Linked DNA regions of Hordeum vulgare: region 1 is linked to region 2. The links are chromatin contacts, called in public Hi-C maps. All regions are on one chromosome and are shown on one strand. The core of a region is the stretch at or near the end of the contact, and the rest is flanking DNA. Distances in the headings are between cores, read along the strand shown.

Region 1 (6,766 bases), core at 3,401-5,900, 270 kb after region 2:
TGAAGATCAAAGAGAGAGATATATGCCATCTAGGTACTGCTATGGACCCATAGGTCTATGGTGAACTACTCATACATCATCATCAGGGTAGCAAGGTTGATGAAGAAGCCCTCCATGATCAATCCCCTCCGGTAGAGTGCCGGAATGGAGCTCTAGATGGCCTTCCATCGGAACGGAGACTTGCGGCACCATAAAAAGTGATTCGTGACCTCCTCTGGAGTTTTTCGGGTAAATAGGAATTTATAAGCTAGAGAACGGGGTTGGGAGAGCCACGGGGCGGCCATAAGCCATCAGGACGCGCCCCCAGGCCACACCGTGATGGCTTGTGGTGGGCTCATGAGCCTCCCGGCCTTATTTTGATGATCCATGATCTTGTTTTGGTCCACAAAAAATTCACAAAAACTTTCAGGTCAATTGGGCTTTGTTTGGTACTAGAACCTGAAAAGTTTTCACTAGGCAGTAGGTCAATAGGTTAGTGCTCAAAAATAATATAAATTGGTAGATAAGTGCCTAAAAAGTGTTCTAAAATGATAACTTAATAGCATGGAACAATCAAAAATTATAGATACGTTGGAGACGTATCAAGCCCCAAGCTTAATTCCTGCTTGTCCCCGAGTAGGTAAATGACAAAAACAGAATTTTTGATGTGACATGCTATCCATGATGTATTCTTATCTACGTATGCTCATTGATAAACGATGAATTAATAAGTATTAACATAGCCATATTTATAAGTATAAGGAGCAAAACAATTAATTTTTCAAAGTGTACGGTCCTCAAAGATTGTTTCAATCCTTTCCATCTTTATTATATTAGCAAGGCATGGCTCCATCTTCATCACAAAACTACAAATGTCAAGCACCACGGTGCGCAAGTCATGCAATTGGATCGTACTATTTCAATATGCATCAACTTTTTATTCTTCACGCAATACATGAGCTTGAACCATTGGATATAACATATAGGTGGAATAGAGTAAGGTGGTAGGTTTCAAAGGGGTTGAAAGGTGGAGAAGATAGTCTCGTATCAACCAGGCATACCAACGGGTTATGAAGATACCCATTGATATATATTGATACATGGAGTAGGGATTGCCATGCAAATGATGCACTGGAGCTATAAGTGTATTAAAGCTCCACTGAAACTAAGTGGGGTGTGCATCCAACTTGCTTGCTCATGAAGACATTGGGAATTTGAGGACGCCCGTCATCAGAATATACAAGCCAATTTTATAAATATTTTGATTCCCACTGGCATATGAATGATATAACATGAGACTCTCTACATGATGAACATGGTGCCATTTTGAGGCACAAGTGTGGTAAAGGATAGTAGCAAAGTCCCTTCTCTCTTTTTCTCTCATTCATTTTTTATGGTGGGATCATTTGGCCTCCCCCCTATTTATTTCCTCACAGGGACAATGCTCTAATAATGATGATCATCACACTTTTATTTAATTACAACTCATAGATAACTCAATATGATGAATGAAGCAACATGACTCCGATATGAGTGCCTCTGACAGTGTACCAGGATGTGCAATGATCTAGCATGACATGTATTCAGCTTATGAATTTTGGTGGCCTTGCCACAAATGCTATTATGAATGGTGGCTTTGCCATAAATACGATGCCAGCTCTATATGATCATGCAAAGCAATACTATGATGAACGAACAATTCATGAGAAGTGACGATGAAATTTGCATGGCAGTATATCTCAGAATGGCTATGGAAATGGCATAATAGGTAGGTATGGTGACTGTTTTTAGGAGGATATAATAAGGATTATGTTCAACATAGTGTATCATGTCACGGGGTTTGGATGCACAGGCGGAAGTTGCACCAATCCTTGAGGTGAGAATAGGCTATGCGCGGTACTAGAGAGGCTAGCAAGTAGGAGGAGGTGAGATTGCATATGTCCATTGTGTCACATTAGTCACAAAGAACTCATATACTTATTGCAAAGTTTTATTAGTCTTATCACAAATCAAAGTACTACTCGCATGCCCCGAGGGAGAGGGTTGGTAGGAATTAACCATCGCGTGACTCCGACTCGAAACAACACTAGGTTTTCAACGAGGAATAGAAATGCTCCCACATCATCATCATGCCCTTTTCATTTTTCAGATGTTCAAGAAGTTTTAACATATCTTAATATCAAAACCTCTCTGAATTAATAGTTATGCACTGACACCTTTTCATATCACCACATCAATATCATTAACCATAATTTCTCTATATGTGCTACATGATGGTTTTAATTATCACTTATTGAACACTCATTATTTTTGATCTAGTCTTATGACCCATGCAAGTTACCGTCACTATTTTTCCAGATATCAAACAAATATAAGTGAAGAACGAGAGCGTATTATTTCTATAAAATCTACACGCCGTCGTGCTCAAAAAGATATAAGTGAAGTACTAGAGCAACTGCTAAGCTCAAAAGGTATAAGTGAATCACATAGAGTAATATAACAAATCATGATGATGGTCTCTCTCTCTCAAATAGGTGCGTCCATAAAACAATGATTGTGGAAGAACAAAGAAGAACACCAAAAACTCCAAGAACAAGATTCAAGGGGTTCCCCTCACTTAGTGGAGAAAGTGATTGGTGGAAATGTGGATCTAGATCTCCTCTCTCTTTTCCCTCAAAAAGGAGCAAGAATCATTACAGGGATTGAGAGTTAGCAAGCTCGAAGAAGGTCAAGAATGAGGAAAGTCAACGGATAAGAACCATTGGGAAAGAAGACCCTCTTTATATAGTGGAGGAAAAAATCCAACCGTTACCCTCATTTACAACCCGAGCAAAGCGATACTATCACTGCTAGGAGCGGTACTACCGCTGCCCGGTGCGGTACTACCGCACGCATGGTAGTGGCAGAGGGAGGAACTACTGCACGAGGCAACGAGCGGTAGAACCGCCGGAGCGGCACTACCGCACGCCCTTACGGTACTACCGCAGGGTAGTATCCAACTGCCACAGGAGGTACACGGAAGTAAAAAATTATGCTCAGGCTACGACTGTGTAAAAATCCGACACGGTAGTACCGGACATGGTTGCGGTACTACCGTCTGAGAACGGTGGTAAAAAACTACGCCCGCTCTTTACATAGCGAAAGTACCGACCAAGCTTGTTGGATTCAGGACGACAAGAGTTATCCAAACAGCGAGGAAATCTTAAGAACATACAGTTATGAAAAATGTCAATGATATAGAGATGTTTTTGTTGTTGTTGCAAAATCGCCTCCGACGTCTACATTAATATACGCAGTAGGTCATCTAGTTCCACATAATACGCCAAATTAGCCCCCTCAACCCGATTTAATTTATGTGTTAAAACCCCAGTTTAATTTTCATTTAGCCTCCTCTTAACCTTAAATAAATCTCGTTGAAGCTCGGGCGATGTGTTGGATACGTGATTTTTGCCGGGAGAATCCCCAGTCAATTGCGAGAGCTTTGTTTTTGTTGTTGTCGGAAAACCGCCTCCGATATCTGCAGTATTATACGCAGCAGGTCATCTAGTTCCACATAATACACCAAATTAGCCCCCTGAAGCCGGTTTAATTTATGTGTTAAAAACCCGGTTTAATTTTCATTTAGCCTCCTCTTAATCTTAAATAAATCTCGTTGAAGCTCGGCAGCCGTGTTGGATACGTGGTTTTTGCCGGGTGAATCGGGCGTAGGTAGCGCGGCAGATGGGTGACGAGTCCCAGCCAAACTCGTTGGTCAACCTCCTCGTGACCTGGTCTCCCATGCCCATCACGCCCCGCCGCGATATGATGCCGCATCTCCTGTTTCCTTGCCCTGCCTTCATCATCATGGATCAATTCAAAAGCGAACAACGGGGGATACGGACGGAGAGACCGATTCCTATCCAACCCGCAGCAGCAGGAGAAAGAACGATTGATGATGATTCGGTTCAAAAGAAAGAAAAGATTGATGATGATTGTTGCCGGAGGCAGCTGGTTGGGCGCGCTTTGGGCTCACCCGTCGGCGCATCGTATGTGCTTGACCTTGCGTGGGTGGCTTCGTGTGGGACAACTTCCCGGATGATTATGGACTGCTGGTGCCCATGGTTTGTTGATTTCGCCAAGTTTGTGTATGCGTAGGTTTATTTACATTTGCTCGAGCCGTCCCAATTAAGTGTAGGATACACTCCAAGCTCGAGCACATGCCCCGCACTGACGATGAAGCGCAGCGAGAGAGGGAAAGATAGACGAGTTCTTTACAAAAGGAGCCATACAGCTTGTCATGTACTGGTATGTTGCAGTCGTCATTCCTTTACACCCCCCTATCCCAAAGACAAACCTTTTCTTTTATCGGGAAACGAAAAAGGGTACCAGCCTTGCCATGTTCTCTCCCTTCAACGTAGCTGGACTCCTAGTTCTCTTCGTCCAGCCACCCCTAGTTCTCTAATCCATTTTGATTAGTACCAGTAAAAAAATACAGTTAAAGAGAAAGCAGGGAGAAATGTTTCACTAGTTGGCCACCCACCGTAGAGTCATAGAGACCATAGGCTACCACGACGACCACAGAATTGGCGGGCACGGCCTCAGCCGATCCGCCACATTCCGGTCCGGGTGAGTCCAACCGCTTCGCTCCTTCCGCTAAAATCTAAAGAAACCCCGAGCTAAATCCAGCGCTAGGATTAAACGCGCTCGCCAGGAAAAAAGCTCGCTCCAGCGAGTGAGTGAGCTCCCACCTCCCTCCCCCCTCCTCTCTGCTCCCACCACCACCACCACCACCAAACCCTCCGATCCAAACCCTCCTCCACCTCGCATGCCGCCGCGCGCCCCGAGGCGGCGGCGTAGCTGACCACACCGCGCCTCCCGGAGCCCGCCGACGTCATGGGCGGGGTGACGTCCACCATCGCCGCGCGCTTCGCCTTCTTCCCGCCCACGCCGCCCTCCTACACGGTCGTCGCCGACGCGGCCACCGGCCGCCTCCTCATCCCCGAGATCTCTCGCCCCCCCGCGCGCCGCCGGAGGCGGGACGGCGGCGGGGACTCCTCCTCCGCCGCCGCCGCCGAGGAGGAGGACGCCACGGAGGTGGTGCGCCTCCGCACGCGCCGCGGGAACGAGATCGTCGCCGTCTACGTGCGCCACGCGCGGGCCTCCGCCACGCTGCTCTACTCCCACGGCAACGCTGCCGACCTCGGCCAGATGTACGGCCTCTTCGTCGAGCTCAGCCGCCGCCTCCGCGTCAACATTTTCGGGTAATGCGCCCCTTCCCCCCCGCATCACTCCGCTTCATTCTTGCGGCTGCTACTTCTAAACCGGAGTTGCTCGCTAGTGAGAAGGTTTCCATTGGGGGAAACTTCCGGGAGACGTTTGGGAAAGGTGCGTACTGGAGTAGTAAATAGATATTTGGTGTGCATTTATTATTAGTACTATTAGATTCGGCGTGCCTATTTCTGATTGGTTGCTGCAATCTTGCAAAAAAGGGGGTTTCTCTATTTTGTTCGGGGTAAATTCTCAATGAATCACCTTATATTTAGGTAGTACTTCACTGCTGCAGATCCTCTTATCTAGGCTCAAATTTTTGAATTGCACAGGAAAAACAACTTAGTTTTTTGCGGGAAAAAGAACCTAGTTGCTAGTATTAACTGCGGATGAAATTCAGCTGTATTTGCTGGTAGCAAGATACCACGTTTCCGGTTCCAGTTACTGTTTAGCACTATGTAATCTGTCCAACCATGAAAATTATCTTTGTATTGCTGTCCAAAATTGCGACACCCTCAACGTATTTTCGGTTCTTGTTTTTGGTGTTAAGGGACACACCGTATCCGTCCGTTAGTTTAGAAAACATCGACCTTATTTCTAGGATTGGATGGATTTCAGAATACATGAGCGGTTTCCTTGTAGGCATGCTGTATGTGCTACAGCAGGAATTTTGTAACTTAAGTTTAATAGTTCCAGGCTATCTCTTGTTAGTTATACCGTTATACGGTAAGAATGGAGCTGAAGTACTGTACCCGACATTGTGGGTGTGCCAAAGAAATAAGATAATGTATTTTGTGGAGGTAGCTTGGATCTGACACAAGAAGCCTTTTGAATGATGAGGAGATGGTATGTTGTATTTCGAGGCATAATTAGTGGGTCTGTCTAGTGGATCACCAATGTACCTAATGATTGGAATTACGCAGACGTATGTGCATCAATTATGGATCCCAAGACCCCCTCCCCCACCCCAAATACGCGCGCGCACACACATGACATATTATAGTTTTCCCTTTATGCTCGTGCTTGATTTTTGTTCAAAGTTAGTACCCTACACAAGAATATGTTTCCCTCCTGATATCCATCTTAATAGACCCCATATGTATGTGTTGCAGGTATGATTATGCTGGTTATGGGAGGTCTACAGGGAAGGTATATTTGTGTTTGCTCTTTGCTGCTTCATCTTTTAACTTACGTAGCAATGCTAATCTTCTATGCAAGCATATCTTAATGGACAATTTATTCTTCCATTGAACAGCCCACTGAGTATAATACATATGCAGACATTGAAGCAGCATATAACTGCCTCAAGGAAAAATATGGTGTGCCAGATGAAGATATAATTTTGTATGGCCAGTCTGTTGGAAGTGGTCCAACCATAGATCTTGCTTCACGGTTGCCAAACTTGCGAGCTGTGGTTCTGCACAGTCCCATTTTATCCGGACTGAGAGTGCTATATCCAGTCAAAAAATCTTTTTGGTTTGACATTTACAAGGTAAATTCGATTTACCCCCTCCTCCCCAGAGTTGTGGTTGATCAATGG
Region 2 (6,038 bases), core at 3,114-5,613:
GGGCTGGCCTCAGGTGCGCATGCAAGCATCCTTTCCCATGAGTGGATTGCGTCTACGTGGCTATGCCTGGCCAATGGGATAGATGAATGCGCCATTGATTGTGAATGGGAAATATCAAGTGGCCTTCATTTAACGGACATGCTTCCTGCCCAGCGGACCAAAAATCACGGACAGAGGTAGTACATCTCATCTCATAATACACATGTATGAACTAGAGAAGGAAAAGGGCACATACATAATATGGATCAAACACTATTCTTATGTGTTTATACCTCATTAGTGGTTAGAGTTTCTGGACCACCTATTTTAAAAGTTGTGTTCAATAAGTATGAGCAAAATGATATTACACCAAACATATGAACATGGTATTCTTTCTAGATATATGTTAGTATGTACATCTAGGAAAAAGAAAGGAGCAAAGTTAGATGTATATGCACCAAAATAGAGACAGAAGAGAGATTGGTAAATAATTGTATATATGTACCCTACAGTGCAGATCAAACTTCAAAATAAAGTGAATATCCAAATTTAGGGACAGATGTTGGTTAAAAAATTATATACAGCATGCTCCTAGTTTTATCATGAAAAGAACACAGCTCCTAGTTAACAATAATGTCAAAATGTTGACCATTAAAGCAAATATGTGACCATGCAAAATAAAATGAGTAATTGATATCAATCATAACGGTAGGAGCAAATTTAAAATGTAATTGAATTTACAACTGCCATTTATTTCAGAAAGTAACATAATAAAATCAAAATCACTATGTATTATGAAAGATGAGGAATATTCGCTTGACGAATTAACAGTTGTAGTACAAAAAAGACACTCAATGCATGTCAAAGGGATATTATATACTCCGTATGATATATCTCTATCTCTATCTTTACCTCTATCTCTACTATCTCTACTAATTAAAAAATAAGTAGCATTCCTTTTCCTGCCAGGCAGAACTCTTCGTCGACCGATTCCCTCTTTCCCACCACATCCCTCCATCGTTTTTTTCATACAGCCGTTTTTTCTCACCACACCATATTTGACCGCACTTTCCCAGTATGCCCTCTCAAATCCACCTTTTGCAGCACTACATCAAATCCACCTTAATTAACTTACCTTTTGCAATAACGTGGAATTACGCCGCTCAGTTCCACGCAATATTTGACCACACATTCCCGTATGCCGCTCAATCACATTAATTTACTTAGCATGCATGACCCAGGCTATCAAATTATAATGGCGCCAAAGTCAAAATTTTAATCCTTGGTGCTTCACACCTGCCTCATGCCGTATAGGGTGGAATTACCCCCCCCCCCACCCACCACCACCACCACCTTATCACAGACCTAACCTTTATACTTCCTCCGTTCCTAAATATAAGACCTTTTAGATATTTCACTATAGACTACATACGGATGTATAGACATAGTTTAGAGTGTAGATTCATTCATTTTGCTCCGTATGTAGTCTATAATAGAATCTCTAAAAGGTCTTATATTTAGGAACGGAAGGAGTACATTACAATGGGACGGAGGGAGTGGTATATATACTACTTTAAAAAGACGTAAGGTTCCCTTTCCTGCCAGGCAGAACCCTTTGTCCAACCTTACGTACATTCCCCCTCCCTCTCTCAGTTTTGATTTTCCCCCCTCCTATATCTGGGTTTTTTTCCACCGGTTTTACTTGAAAACCGTCTTACCTGTCTCACCTTTTATTGACTTACCAAATAAAATTATGTTTTCTTTGGTAAACCAATAAGTTCTTACCAAATAAAATCCTAATGATTACTGTATTTAGGTAGGAAAATCACGGGCAGGATTTGATAAACATTTATTTATACAATCACATTAATGTGGGAAGGTAAATCGCAGGCTAACGTGCTAGAATATTTGTATCTCGTTGCAACGCACGGGCAACTATCTAGTGTACATCAAATATCCTTAGAGAATCCCCTTTACGTTAGATGTATAAAGTATTGTCTATATGCAGCCCGTGTAGGTGCATAGGCTGATGACTGGTTTGTTTGAATGGGGATCCACATATAAGGTAAACACTTCTGATCAGAACATGCAGTCTGGGTTTTCAAAAATGCAGAATAAGAGTAATACAGTCCAAGCCTTCATGACACCGAGAGCTGTGTGACCCTTTAATTAGAATACAGAAACTGGCAATGGCGACAGAGTAGCAACTAGAGGACCAGATCAGTCCCACTACCATCACTTCTCTGTTTCCACCTATCATTATTGACAACAAGATAATAACGGTAAAGTATATCACAAAACCTCTCAAAATACTTGAAGTAAAAGTTTGCCAGCTTGATTTGCCGTCCTATAACAGTTAGCACCATAGCAAAGGAGATCGTGACCGTTCGAATGTTCTAAGAAAGGCAAGCAAGTTGGACAGCCTAGTAATAAGATGTTTTTGCTAAGGACTTCTCCACACAATGACAACAACAGAGCACCCTAACAAAATGCCTAATAAGAGCACGAACAGACATTAAGAACAACTTTTCAATGGTGACATTGTCATAGAATCCACTTGCCTTAGAAAAAAATAGTTCAAACATAAGAGATTGAGCAGCATACTGTTTTCGTTATCTAGACGGATATGAACTGATTAATATGATAACAGGCCATTTAAAAAGGAAATATGGTACTGACCTGCTCTTCTTCCTTGGACATATGCTGGGTGAGGCACGTTTGTATGGCTCCTGTGCAGGATGCAAGTTCCCTCCGAAGAGCATCGTCATTTTGTATATCGAGTTGTAATAAAGCAAGAAGCTGGGTAAAGAGGTCATTTTCGCCTTTATGCTCTAGAGAATAAGTCCCAGCGACATTCTTGACTCGAATATCAAGTGCTGGAAAGATAACCTGCAATTGTCAAAACAAAAAGTATCAGCATGTTTTTAATTAAAAAATATGGTATGAAGAACTCTCAACTAATCTGCACAATATTTCTAAATAGCAAAGCATAAACAATAAAGCATTAGAACGATAGATTACCAAAACAGATTTGAACAAGCAACTATGACGGCTCTTCCCATGAAAAAATGGTCAAGGTAAAGAAGTTTACAACAGCACTAGTGATTTTGTGCTACAAAACAGAACCTCTATTTTTGCAGCAATTGAAGGAAAATAGGACATTAAGGTGCATTTCTTGTCAGTTAGAAACTCTGCCACTCAACAATAGTGATGATCTATTATCATTCTGCAGGGTAACAAGATTTAAGCAAAACAATGTTGAAGAATCTGACCTCCATTAGCCCCTGACTCTAACAGGTTGAAACTAAGAAAGCGCTATCCGACTCCATCCAATATATATGATTGATGTAAAAGTTATGTTGTGCTCCAATGAAAGTGAGAAAACATCACCATGGAAGCAAGACAGAGAAAGCCTCACATGATGATGTCAATATCAAAGTTACCATTGTGGTTTCAATTGAACGGAGGCTTTTGCATCACGGCTTATACGATTTGAGCATCATCTCGTTATGTCAACATCAGAAGCCAGAAGGACAAAAAGTGCGACCAATTATTCATGTGAGCATGGGCTGATTCAGCCAAACAATCTTATACTGTCCAGTGCTGCATCAAAAGCTACCCGTAAGAAGATTCAACATCATGGCATGGAGTCCACCGGATTCAGATCCTAACAGTGGTCGAAGGATTCAATCCCAATCCCGCCCAGCTCCTTCAGGCCGAAGGGAACAATTCCGCAACCCTAAACCCAAAACAGCACCGATACTCGTACGCGCCCACGCATCTCCATAGTCCATACCCCCCAAATTCACACCAGCTACAGGGAGGGGAAACATGGGAAAACGAAATGCCTCAAACAAAACGGAGCTGTGCGGAGGGGCAGCAGCCGTACCGCGTCCTCGGCGTCGCAGTGGTGCTTGTAGATGTTGACGAAGAAGCGGCAGCGCTCGGCCAGCGCGTCCACGTCGCCGGCGCGCTCCGTGGCGAGGCGCACGGCGGCGCCGTGCAGGCCCTCGAGCTCGGCGCGGATCGCCTTGTGGAAGTAGAGGAATATCAGCATCGGCGCCTCGGCCGCCGACCCCGCGGCCGCCGCCGGCGGGGGCGGCGACAACGGCATCACCGCGGCGAGCGTCCCCTCGCCGGCCATGGGCGTGGGCGTCGCCATCCGCTGCCTACGGCGGGCCCGACGACTCCGCCACGGCTCTGAGCGCGCGCGCCTAGGGTGTTCGTGCTCGCTTCGGTTGGCCTCGTCTCAGCCTGTGGAGAGGGAAGAGGAATGGATTTGGCGTCGCGCTGGCTTCTGCGGGGGGTCTCTCTCGCTCGCCGTGCTGAATTTATTTTTGTTTTCCCCTCTTCTTGTCCTGTGTCTGTGTGTGGTTTATTTTTCTACCTAGGAGAAGACTAGGTTGAGGAGACGCTCTTCTTCTTTATGTAGTTATTGTTTTTTTAGTATTCTCGGTGTTTGATTAGGCCTTCTAGGATGAAATGCTGATACGTATAATTTTTTTTGGCCTTCTAGGATGAAATGCTGATATAATATTTTTTTGGCCTTATTTGTCCTCTGTGTGATTATTTTTATAACCTAGGTTGTGGAGACAGTTCCAACTGTTTGTTCTGAATATTTTAAATACTTATTTGGTTAGGCTTTCTAAAATTGCAACTAACTTATAATTGAAGCAGGAAAGAACTAGGAAATCTGAAATAGAATGAACCCACTTGAAAGGGACTATTTTCACGGATTTGTGCCATTTGTCCTTGGGGGGAATGAACGCGTGAAAAGGCATAATGTGGGTTACAACATCAATTAAGCATGAACAAAATTAGGCGTATTGTTTTGGTAAAAAAATATACTCCCTTCGTCCGGAAATACTTGTCCTAGAGATGAATGTATCTAGACTTATTTTCTAGAGATGAATGTATCTAGACTTATTTTAGTTATAGATACATCCATTATATACATTTTTAGGACAAATATTTCCGGACGAAGAGAGTAATAAACAACAAAAGTGCTCCATCAGTGAAAATTTTGATTCACACAAGGTGTAAGACTCCGGAAACTTTGTTTGGCTAGCATACGGAATAATCTTCTAGATTCAAATGAATTGCGAGTCCACAAGGGTCATGTGACATAGCAAACTAATTGTACTTGAACAATCAAGCACAATGTTTTTTACATTGAAAATTGTATTGGACGCTAAAATACCGATGAAATCTACGACTTCTTTTAAGGACACATAAGATTAACTCCTTCAGCAAAATCTAGAAATTTCATAAGCTTGTCACAAATCCATACCATGTGTGACCAACAAGAACAAATTTTGGGAAAGCCCATGATCTTGCTTGCAGTTCATATCTACTTTTTCGAAATTAACCCGAGAGAGAAGGAGGAGAGAGGTGGATTGTATGCGAACCATGACGGGGTTAGGGGCAACCAGCGGCACGCCTCCCGCGCTGCCTGCTCTTTCAAGCCAAACGTGTTGATATCGCCGACCATTGCCTCGTCGCGAGAGAAGTGAGGGGGAGGGAGATGGGGGCGCAATGGTGGGGCTATGGTGGCATGGGTTCCTTCTTGTCTATGTGGGGGTGCGAGCGGAACCGCTAAATCTTGGGGCAGTGTGGGTGTCTTGTCAGTGTGGTGCATCTCGAAGACAACAAGCACGCAACAAGCTGACACGCCGCCCCGGACTTTGAACAACACAAGCCCATCGTTTGGGGGACCGGGCTACGGAGCCCACACCCCGGGTGGGTCCCACCACGTGGTCGTTGCCCTCGGCGCTCACAACACCCTATTTCTATAAAGCATAGTGTCTTTAAGGACGGTGCCCTTATATGAATACTTCATTACTTGAGCAATATTTAAAACAACTTGATTTCTTCTCTTTTCCACGTGATTAAACATTTGCATTTAAAACTGATGCCAACTTGAATGCTTCTTATTCTCATAGTTTCTTTCTTTCTCCTCCTGCTCGTGTGTTCCTTGCCTTTCCACCTACTCCGGCGCCTCCGCTCCCTCTTCTCTCTGCCAGCTTCGCCCTCCTTCTCCACCATGTCTATATAGCTTC

Evidence for each region. A called contact is a pair of places that touch in the nucleus more often than the background predicts.
Region 1: a Hi-C map of leaf shows a contact between it and region 2, with 4 times the contacts expected there. The contact joins the promoter of LOC123444151 here to the promoter of LOC123444148 in region 2.

What each region holds. Positions count from the first base shown.
Region 1 is chr3H:441,994,344-442,001,109 of MorexV3_pseudomolecules_assembly, forward strand. It overlaps LOC123444151 (alpha/beta hydrolase domain-containing protein 17B), which reads left to right and starts at 4,651. Exons shown (of 5, transcript XM_045120779.1): 1 at 4,651-5,219; 2 at 6,339-6,375; 3 at 6,482-6,718. The coding sequence starts at 4,852.
Region 2 is chr3H:441,727,281-441,733,318 of MorexV3_pseudomolecules_assembly, forward strand. It overlaps LOC123444148 (zinc finger protein BRUTUS-like), which reads right to left and starts at 4,364. Exons shown (of 14, transcript XM_045120772.1): 1 at 3,869-4,364; 2 at 2,659-2,868. The coding sequence starts at 4,141.